Regions from separate parts of the Rattus norvegicus genome. Here region 1 is linked to region 2. A link is a contact called in public Hi-C data. All regions are on one chromosome and are shown on one strand. Each heading gives the region's core, a stretch centred on a gene start, on an enhancer-like site or on the middle of the called end of the contact. The rest is flanking DNA. Distances are from core to core; before and after follow the strand shown. Region 1 holds the start of Pgm2 (phosphoglucomutase 2). Region 2 holds the start of Klf3 (KLF transcription factor 3).

Evidence for each region. A called contact is a pair of places that touch in the nucleus more often than the background predicts.
Region 1: a Hi-C map of mammary epithelial cells shows a contact between it and region 2, with 2.2 times the contacts expected there. The contact joins the promoter of Pgm2 here to the promoter of Klf3 in region 2. A contact is called at or near these places in 2 of 12 Hi-C or Micro-C datasets (frontal cortex and mammary epithelial cells).

Annotation. Positions count from the first base shown.
Region 1 is chr14:44,552,145-44,556,333 of GRCr8, forward strand. Pgm2 (phosphoglucomutase 2) reads right to left here and starts at 1,276. Exons shown (of 14, transcript NM_001106007.3): 1 at 1,102-1,276. The coding sequence starts at 1,206.
Region 2 is chr14:43,848,610-43,852,973 of GRCr8, forward strand. Klf3 (KLF transcription factor 3) reads right to left here and starts at 2,217. Exons shown (of 6, transcript NM_001105742.2): 1 at 2,027-2,217.

The DNA of each region.
Region 1 (4,189 bases), core at 26-2,525, 700 kb after region 2:
TCCTGGAAACAGGAAGGCCTGACTTTTCAGTGGGGAAATGGCCTCTGCTGAGCCTTGCCGCCTCTATCCAGTCAATAAATGTTTCAGGGATCTACCATAGACATGTAGTATAATACTATATAATGCTGTGCACCATGGAAGGCAGCAGAGACACACAGCACCAGCTACATAATTTTCGGAGGCCAATGCACAATTAAAATGAAAGACTCAATGTTTAACAATAATCTCAAGGTAATGCTTTAAAATATAGCATAGGCCCTTCCCTGAACACCAGTTCAGTGGATCTGCAAGGGTGTCACCTTCTGAAGTCAGCTCTGGACACTGATAGACTTTAAACAAACAAACAAACACACAAACAAACCAGTAAGGGGGTTGCTGGTTTGTTTCTTCCAATCCCAGTAAGAGATGGGAATGAAAAGACAGGGCAGTCTAGAGCGAATATTTGAATTAAATAAATTGCACTTGGGTGACGGGAAAGGCCTAATAAGTTCACACAGGAGTAACGAGAAGAGAAATAAAGTCAGCAGAACACAGGCAAGAGGAACATTGTGAGGAAGCAGCAAGGCACACAAAAGCACAGGTCAGAGAGAACTTGTAGAGGGCTAAGGAAGTGATGTCTGGAGCTGGTCGCCTGACTGCTTCAGCCATAAGACAGAGTTACAGGGGAAAGACGCATCTGGAACCAAAGCGTATCCTGTCACCTTTCCTCTGGAAAACTCCCGGTCAGCCTGGTCCATCAAGGACCCTTTAGTAACCATGTAATCAGGAAAGGTAGTCTGAACAGTGGAGAAGTCCGGGTCCTGAAAAGGCGGGACAGAGCGGATTCTGAATGGATGAGGATGCTCAGGCTGTCATAGAACTTCAGAAATCTTTTTGTGCGTGTACTACCCTGGGCCCCAGTCCCTCTACGTTCACCCCTTCCCACCTCGCTCCTCTACCCGGTCTAGCAGCCGGGCGAGCCACACAGCTGTCTCAGTCCCGCCACAGTTTATGCCGATCAGGCTCTGTGTGGCGGGGCAGGGAAGGAAGGAAGCTGGGCCCGGCTTCCTACCCCGAACGTCACAGCTCCAGGGAACCCAAGAGCCGGAGATCGGCCCTTACCCGGTCCCAGCGTAGCCACTGCGCGGTCTCCTGGTCCAGTCGCGCGTCCATTCCCAAGCCGCTGGCCTCGGGAGCCGGTGTCTGTGTTGGTGTCGCTGCCGCCATCCTGTCCGAGCCACAACCCAGCGGAGGAGGCCCGGTCACCCTTCTGGAGGGGCGGAGAGAGGGCGGGGACAGAGGCGTAGTTAGTGAACCAGAGGGAAGAGGACGTGCAGCAGCCCCGCCCAGTTCCAGACTTGCCATTAGAAGGTGTGCCTCCGGGAGGGCTAGGAAATTGGAGAATGATTGGTGGCTAGGAGAGCAGGAGGATCGCCTTACTCTAGTAGTCTCCCATTGTCTTCCATCAAACATCACGCGCGCATTTGGTGCCCATACGCCTGGGATGCTAGTCTGACTGCACAGGCCAGTAGCAGTAAGGGAGAGGCAGGCAGGTCTCCGTGAGGCCAATCAGATCTACGTTAGTGAATTCCATACTAACTAGGGGTACATAGTGAGATCCTGTCTGAAAATGTAAATTAAATTAGAGAATAGCAGAGGGGGAAAAAATCTTGACAAAGAAGAGCCAAGTGGGGAATAAATCACGACCAAATTTATTCCAGCAAACCAGAAATGAGGTAACACTTGACGAAGACAGTTTATGTCAGAAGAGCACCCTGAAGGACAAGTTGTCACTTGAAGATGCTGAGTCAACTGGATTTTTACACTAGAAAATGTAAAAGGAATGTCGACTCATCTTCCTGAAGTCATCACACACAAAACGAGAATTCCAGGTCAGCTGGGGGATGTACACACTTGATTGGCCATGAGGGAGCACAAGCAAGAATGGTTCGAGCTGCACGAGGTGGTGCCTCTCTCACTCCTGTAGTCTCAACTATTGAGAGACTGAGGTGGGACCCTTGTGAGTTCTGATCCTGACCTGCGAAGTGAGTTCCAGGTCACAGGGCTACAGCATGAGACCTTGTCTCAACAAACAAATAACCCTAAAAAGAAAGAACAACCAAGCAAGCAAACAAAAAGCAAAACAGTTGAACACTGGCTGTTCTTCCAGAGCACCTAGGTTTGATTATCAGCACTCACTTGGCTGCTCAAGACCATCTGAAACTTCAGGGAATCCTGCATCCTTTTCAGACCTCCATTGTCACATATATCTATGCTTCACAGACATATATGCAGGCAAACCCCCCAAACATTAAAAAATATATTTAAAAAGTTTCTAGCAGCTTTAGTCACAAAAAGCTCCAATCAGGCACATCCAGATCACCGACAATAGAAAGGATAAATATATAGTGGTATATTCATACTAAAGAATATAAATGCATTATGGTTGCTCATAACGAGTTACTCAGCCCAATGAGAATGAAGGACTGTATACAACCTCATGGATGTAGTTCATAAACATCCCATAGAGTAAAAGAATTCAGACCTCTGACAGACACTGGGTCTGACAGACAATAAGAAAAGCACTAGGTCCCAGGGACTAAACCACTACCCAGAGACTATACACGGACTAACCCTGGACTCCAACTGCATAGGTAGCAGTGAATAGCCTTGTTGGGGCACCAGTGGAAGGGGAAGCCCTTGGTTCTGCCAAGGTTGGACCCCCAGTGTAAGGGATTGTTGGGGGGCAGTAATGGGGGGTGGGTGGGGAGGGAAACACCCATGTAGAAGGGGAGAGAGAGGGGATAGTGGGCTGATGGACAGGAAACCAGGAAAGGGAATAACATTTGAAATGTAAATAAGAGGGGTTGGGGATTTAGCTCAGTGGTAGAGCGCTTGCCTAGCAAGCACAAGGCCTTGGGTTTGGTTCCCAGCTCTGAAAAAAAGAAAAAAACAAAACAAAACAAAACAAAAAACCCAAAACCAGAAATGTAAATAAGAAATACCCAATTTAATAAAAATTGAAGAAAAAAAAAGCACTAGGAAAGAAAACAAATCAGTGTTTTCCAGAACTGGATATGGGGGTTCACTAGAAAGGTCACTGGGGTGAAGAGAAGGGATGGTTTTATAGTCACTGAGTTTGTGGCTGTCTGGATCTAGGTGCTCATCACAACTTAGAACCATGGCTGTCAGCTAAGTCATATCTCAGTTTTGAAACTACATTTATCTATGGAGTGTGTGTGCATGTGTCCGTTCTCTTCTTCCACCACATTGGTCCTAGGGATTGAATTCAAGTTGTCAGACTTGGTGGCAAGTGCCTTTTGTTGCAGGCTATTTAATCACACTCTGAACTCTGAGCTCATGTTGTTTACTGGAGAAACCTGTTTCTAGTTGTGGTATGACTGAGCCTCAGCACACACCTTCACACCTTTAATCCCTCCGGCTGGGATACACCCTTTGTACTCACCTTTAATCCCAAACAATGAAGGTAAAGTTCATTTATAGAAGGAAGCAACCCTGTTTGAAAGTGATGTCTAATTGAGTGGCAAAGTGACAGATCAGAGAAACATGTGAGAGAACAGAACAGAGAGGAAAGAGAGGCTACTTAAAAAAAAGCAACACAGAGAGGAGAGAGGGCAGTTTTAAAGAGACAGGTTACACAGAGAGAGAGAGAGAACAAGCTAGACACAGGGAAAGACAGTCAGAGAACGAGAAGGAGGATAGAGCTTAGTCAGCAGCAAGTCTCAGAGGCTGAAAACGTTCTAGGCCTAGATAAGAATGTACGGAGGCTAGAAGTTTCCAGGACTAGGCCTAGGCTAGTAGACAGAGGAAATAAGTATCAGAGACAACAATTACATTAGGCAAATAGAAGATACTTTTACAGACTTTACTTGGTGAGTCACCTCACTGTTTCATATCTCAATTTTTAAAAGTTAAAAAACTACAGAAGAATTAATCTATGGGCATTAGGAGACTGGTTATATTTGGGAAGGAGGAATTCTGTGTCTGCTCTGCCCTTCCTCCCTACTATGAAAGTTGATCAGGGCCTTGCTTGTGGTAGCCAAGCCCTTAGCCATGAGCTCTATCCCCAACCCCAACCCCTAATCTTCACATTTTTTCTTTTCTTTGAGACTGGGTTGCCAAAGCTTGTCTAAATTGGTCTTAAACTGGCTATAGTTGTAGCTAAAGCTGGCTTGAAATTTATGATCCT
Region 2 (4,364 bases), core at 967-3,466:
GTGGTATGTACTACTCACACACACACACACACACACACACACACACACACACACACATACACGACTACATTTATTGGTTTCAAACCCCAGAGCAATATAGAAAGCAGGATAAATGATGCCTGAAACCCACAACTGTTAATAAGAAGCTTCTGGGGGAAGCAAGTGAGATGGGAGGTGGTCTATGCTTGGATCTCAGCCCTCGGGATAAAGCTGATGCAAGAGAATGCCACAAGTTCAAGGCCATTCTGGACTCACAACAGAGTTGGGAGCAGAGGCTGGCCTCGAATATCTGTGTGATGGTGTTTCAGTTCTTTAAGTCTGTAGGTAAACGTTTAAACAACAAATGGGAAAGACACAGAAAGGGACAGCAAGAAAATGGGAGCGCACCAATGCACATCAGACTGCCTGTTCAAGATGACAGCAGCAATCGTTCTGTACCAATCGCCTTGGCCACTGCTTTAGGCTTGATGGGTTCTGGTGAGGAACCAGGGAAGAGGGGGTACAACTCTTGGCAGAATGCTTACCTAGCACCACAAGGCCCTGGATTCAATCCCTCAGACTGGAATTAAAGTTAATATTCAAACCAGGAAATAATGAGTATGGCACTAGCAGTGTGTCTTCCACGTAACTAAAACGTAAGCTGAGACCTGTAAGAGTCGAGATCTTTAAACTTGGTTGGCAGCCGCTGTTACCCAGGGGCAGTGCTCTGCACTTTTATCCTTCTCTGAGAGCTCGTTTTTTTTCTTTTGAAAGTCTCACTATACAGCCTCGGCTGACCTAGAGCTCCACCTGCCTCCCAAGTGCTAGAGTGACAGATGCATACTACCACACCTTCATTTTTAAAAGGGGATTCTGAAACCATGACACTTACACACTGGCAGCGATTCTAAAGAGAACCAGTAGGTGGCGCACAAGAACAGGCTATGGAGCCTTAAGAGGCTGGCAGAAGATTGGCGTGTACCAGCCTCAGGGTCTTTAAAACCTTGTGGGTTTTAACCAAGCTGAGGAATTCTATTAACCACTTTATGTAGGCACTGCAGAGATGAGAAAGCCTCAAATGTGGTTGTTTCTTTACATCTTAGTTCTGGTTTGGCTAAACACTCTCAACCTGAATTAAGCAATGGCAGGGGGAGAAACAGCATGGTGTGGGGGCAAAACTTATTTTTGTTTCCAAAAGTTACTGAAGTGCTTAAAAACCAACAAATAGGGAAATCACTTTTCCCCCAAGTAACTTCCCATAATGGAACAACTGGGTCATTTTGTGGGGAAGAGTCTGTAAAACCGAATTTTCATTTAACAGTGACGTCCCTCTGTGAGCCCTCCCCTCTTCTACTTTTGACTGCAGATTATCAAACCGAGGGTCAGATTTCTGTCAGCATGTTACTGTAGAACTATATATTAGAAGCCTGGAGAATCATTTAGGTGACTTCTAGAAATGATAGCGCTCCTGCGGTCTGTGAGGCTCACGGCACAGCTGCTTCATAAGGGAGGCAAAGAAAGGGGGTTGGGGGCGCTGAATAGAGTCAAGCGTTCTCAGTTTGTTGAGGACAAAGTAAGACCTGCCGCTCTTTTCTCTTCCTAGCCTGACCCTAAGTCTTGTCCCAATTACCTGCTTCCTGCAAAGGGGAACTCAGCCAGGTGTCCAGAGAACAGATACTAGACAAGCAACAATCAGTGAGTACCTTTTTCACTCCCGGAGAGTTCCAATTCTCAAAAGAGGAAGTAAGCACGTTACTGGTCCCCACCCTCTCTCCAAAGGAACTGACAGGGCAAAGATCGGAGCTCACTGTGTATCTTGGCCAGGAGGGCCAGCACCGGCCCTGGAGCTGAACTTCCTTTCTCAAGAAACCTTTCTGTACATTTCCCCAGCAAACTCTGAGTGCTCCCAGTGACGAGTACTACAGGAAGTACCATGCAATGGCCAGAAAGGCAGAGGGGCAGGCACCCTAAGCCAGGTTTGCTTTGTGGTGCTGGCACCTACCTTGGAAGGGTGTCCCGTTTTCACACCATCCAAGGACTCACCCACCTCGCTCTTCCACTGTCGACCTGAACAGAATCCCACTGGGGGTCTCCGAGTCTTTGCCTCTCTTATTTCTTCGTTATTTCAACGTTAGTGCACTTATTTCTGCACTAACGTTGTTTTGTAAAAGGGAGAAGTTCACTATTTCGTGTCAGATGGGATGCAGTGACCCAAGGAGCCAGTGATCCGCCCTCCCCGCTCTGAACGAGCCACCCAATTTTACTTTTCTGCCTCCACCCATCGGCTCCACCCCATGGAGAGTTGCCAGGGCGAGTCCAACTTGTCCAAACAGGACACAGCTTCAGATAAGATTCTGCCCACACCCTGTACTTCGGAAAGACCGAGTGAAGCAATTGATTTTACATGTAAATAAGGACAGGTGGAAAGGCAGCCACCAAACACACTCCCTCCAGCTCTCCAAGCTAGTCTAAGGGCTGCGGAGACCCAAACCTGTATCTATCCTTCACGCCAGCTCTCAAGTTCAAGGGCACCTGGTTAGTGCTTGGGTTACACATTTGTTTTCCTCCTTACGCTCGCTGACAATTTTGTGTTTTAGTTTTAAGGGCAAGCGACCCAGGATAAATTGAAATATACCCGCAATGTCTTAATCCTGCTGTGTACCCGGCTCAAAAAAAAAAAAAAAAAAAAAAAGCCTCGCCTAAGCCCTCACGGCTCTCCTCGCTGAGGCGTTATATAATCAAATCCAGAAAGGCTGTGTGAGGCCACAGGGCCTCTCATCTGCCTGGCTCACTAGGTGCCCTCCCTATCACTGGAGACCCACCTCACTCCACCCTGCTAGGCCTCCACCCATGGGGCCCCACCCTGCAGGGAGTGGGAAGACAGGGAGGGACCTGACTGGCTCCAGGCTGCAGCCAGTTCCTGGAAATTCCACCCTGAACCAAGGATGGCTGGAACCTTAAAAATAACCAGAAAGAACTGTCAGAGTGTAGTTCCCAGTGCCTGGAGTCCCACTGAACTTTACCTAAGGACTGCACCTTCCATACAAAACTGTGCAGGGGGAAGGTGCCCTCCCCTTCAAGAGTAAACACAAACCAGAAAGCACTTGCAAACCTTTACTGGGCAACGTGGCTCCAGTCCAGACCAACCCTCCTCCTCTCCAACCCCCCTCCTCCCCAACCCCCAGTCCCTGCTCTAGGAGGTTGCCCCTCCTTAACTCCCATTGGCCTTATTTTCCGTCTTTCACCATGGAAACCTAAGGTCATCCATGAAGTCTGCCCCACCCCTTTTCTCTCCAATTCCACCACAGCCACAGGGGGCCAGGTCCTCGGGCCTCCCGCTGGAGTCCTGGGGGACGGGAGGGGAGGCAGCTATGCAGCCCAGCCCTTTAGCCAGCAGCCTATACCTCATCTTGCCCCTCTTCCAAGGTAGCTTGGGGCTGCCAGGGTGAGGTTGGCTGCTTGTGCCCGTCACCAGCTTCCTAACCAGCCCAAGCTCCCCAAGCGGCCGACTCCCCCTCCCCAACACCAAGCTTTTGTTCATTTTTGGCCCAGGCGCTGAGCAACAGTGTGGTACGCCCCCTCCCCTTCCGGCTAATCTAAATCCTTCTAATTCTTCAAAGACCTGCTCGAGGCTCCCCCCACCCTATGTGGCCAGCTGACTGCTCCCCACTACATCCAGGTTGGCCGCCTCTTACCTCACCAAGCTAGAAGGGTGTGTCTCCTACCCCTACCAGTGGGGTCCAGGCAGGTCTCTTCCCTGACACCTTAGAAAGCTTTCTTACTCAGAAGGAATAGCAAAAACAAAGATGTTTCTATGCTAGGCCCAGAGGAGTAACAACAAAACAAGCAACCCCTCCCCACCAATAATAATAATTAATTATGTGACCAAGCCTTGAGAAGGACTTCCCAAGTCATCTCCTCCTGAACACACTTGAAATGTTCCTTAAACAGGTTCCAAGGGGGAGGGAGGGCGGGCCCAGACCTACAGGAAATTAGTGATCAAAACTTCCTTTAAAAAATTACTGCCCTTACCCTTAGCCTGGCCTACATAGCCGCTGGAGTTCTTCCCACTGTCATCTTCCAACACTTTTTTTCCCATATCCACCCTGTGGGACTTTTAAATAAGCCTAGTTTCAAGGGCTCTGAAACCTACAAGAACAGTAAGAGGGCAGGGGACAGGAGCCAGCTGTAGCTGGTGGGTTTTTCTTGTTTTCTAATGATGATACTTCTGCCTGGTGTGGGGGACACATGCTGGTATTCCCAATCCTCTGGAGGGATACACAGGACTGCTACAACTCTGACACTAGCCTGGGCTACATGGAGATACCCAGACTCAATAACAACAGAGATGTCAGTCTGGCTGGTTACCACCACCTTCATGACGA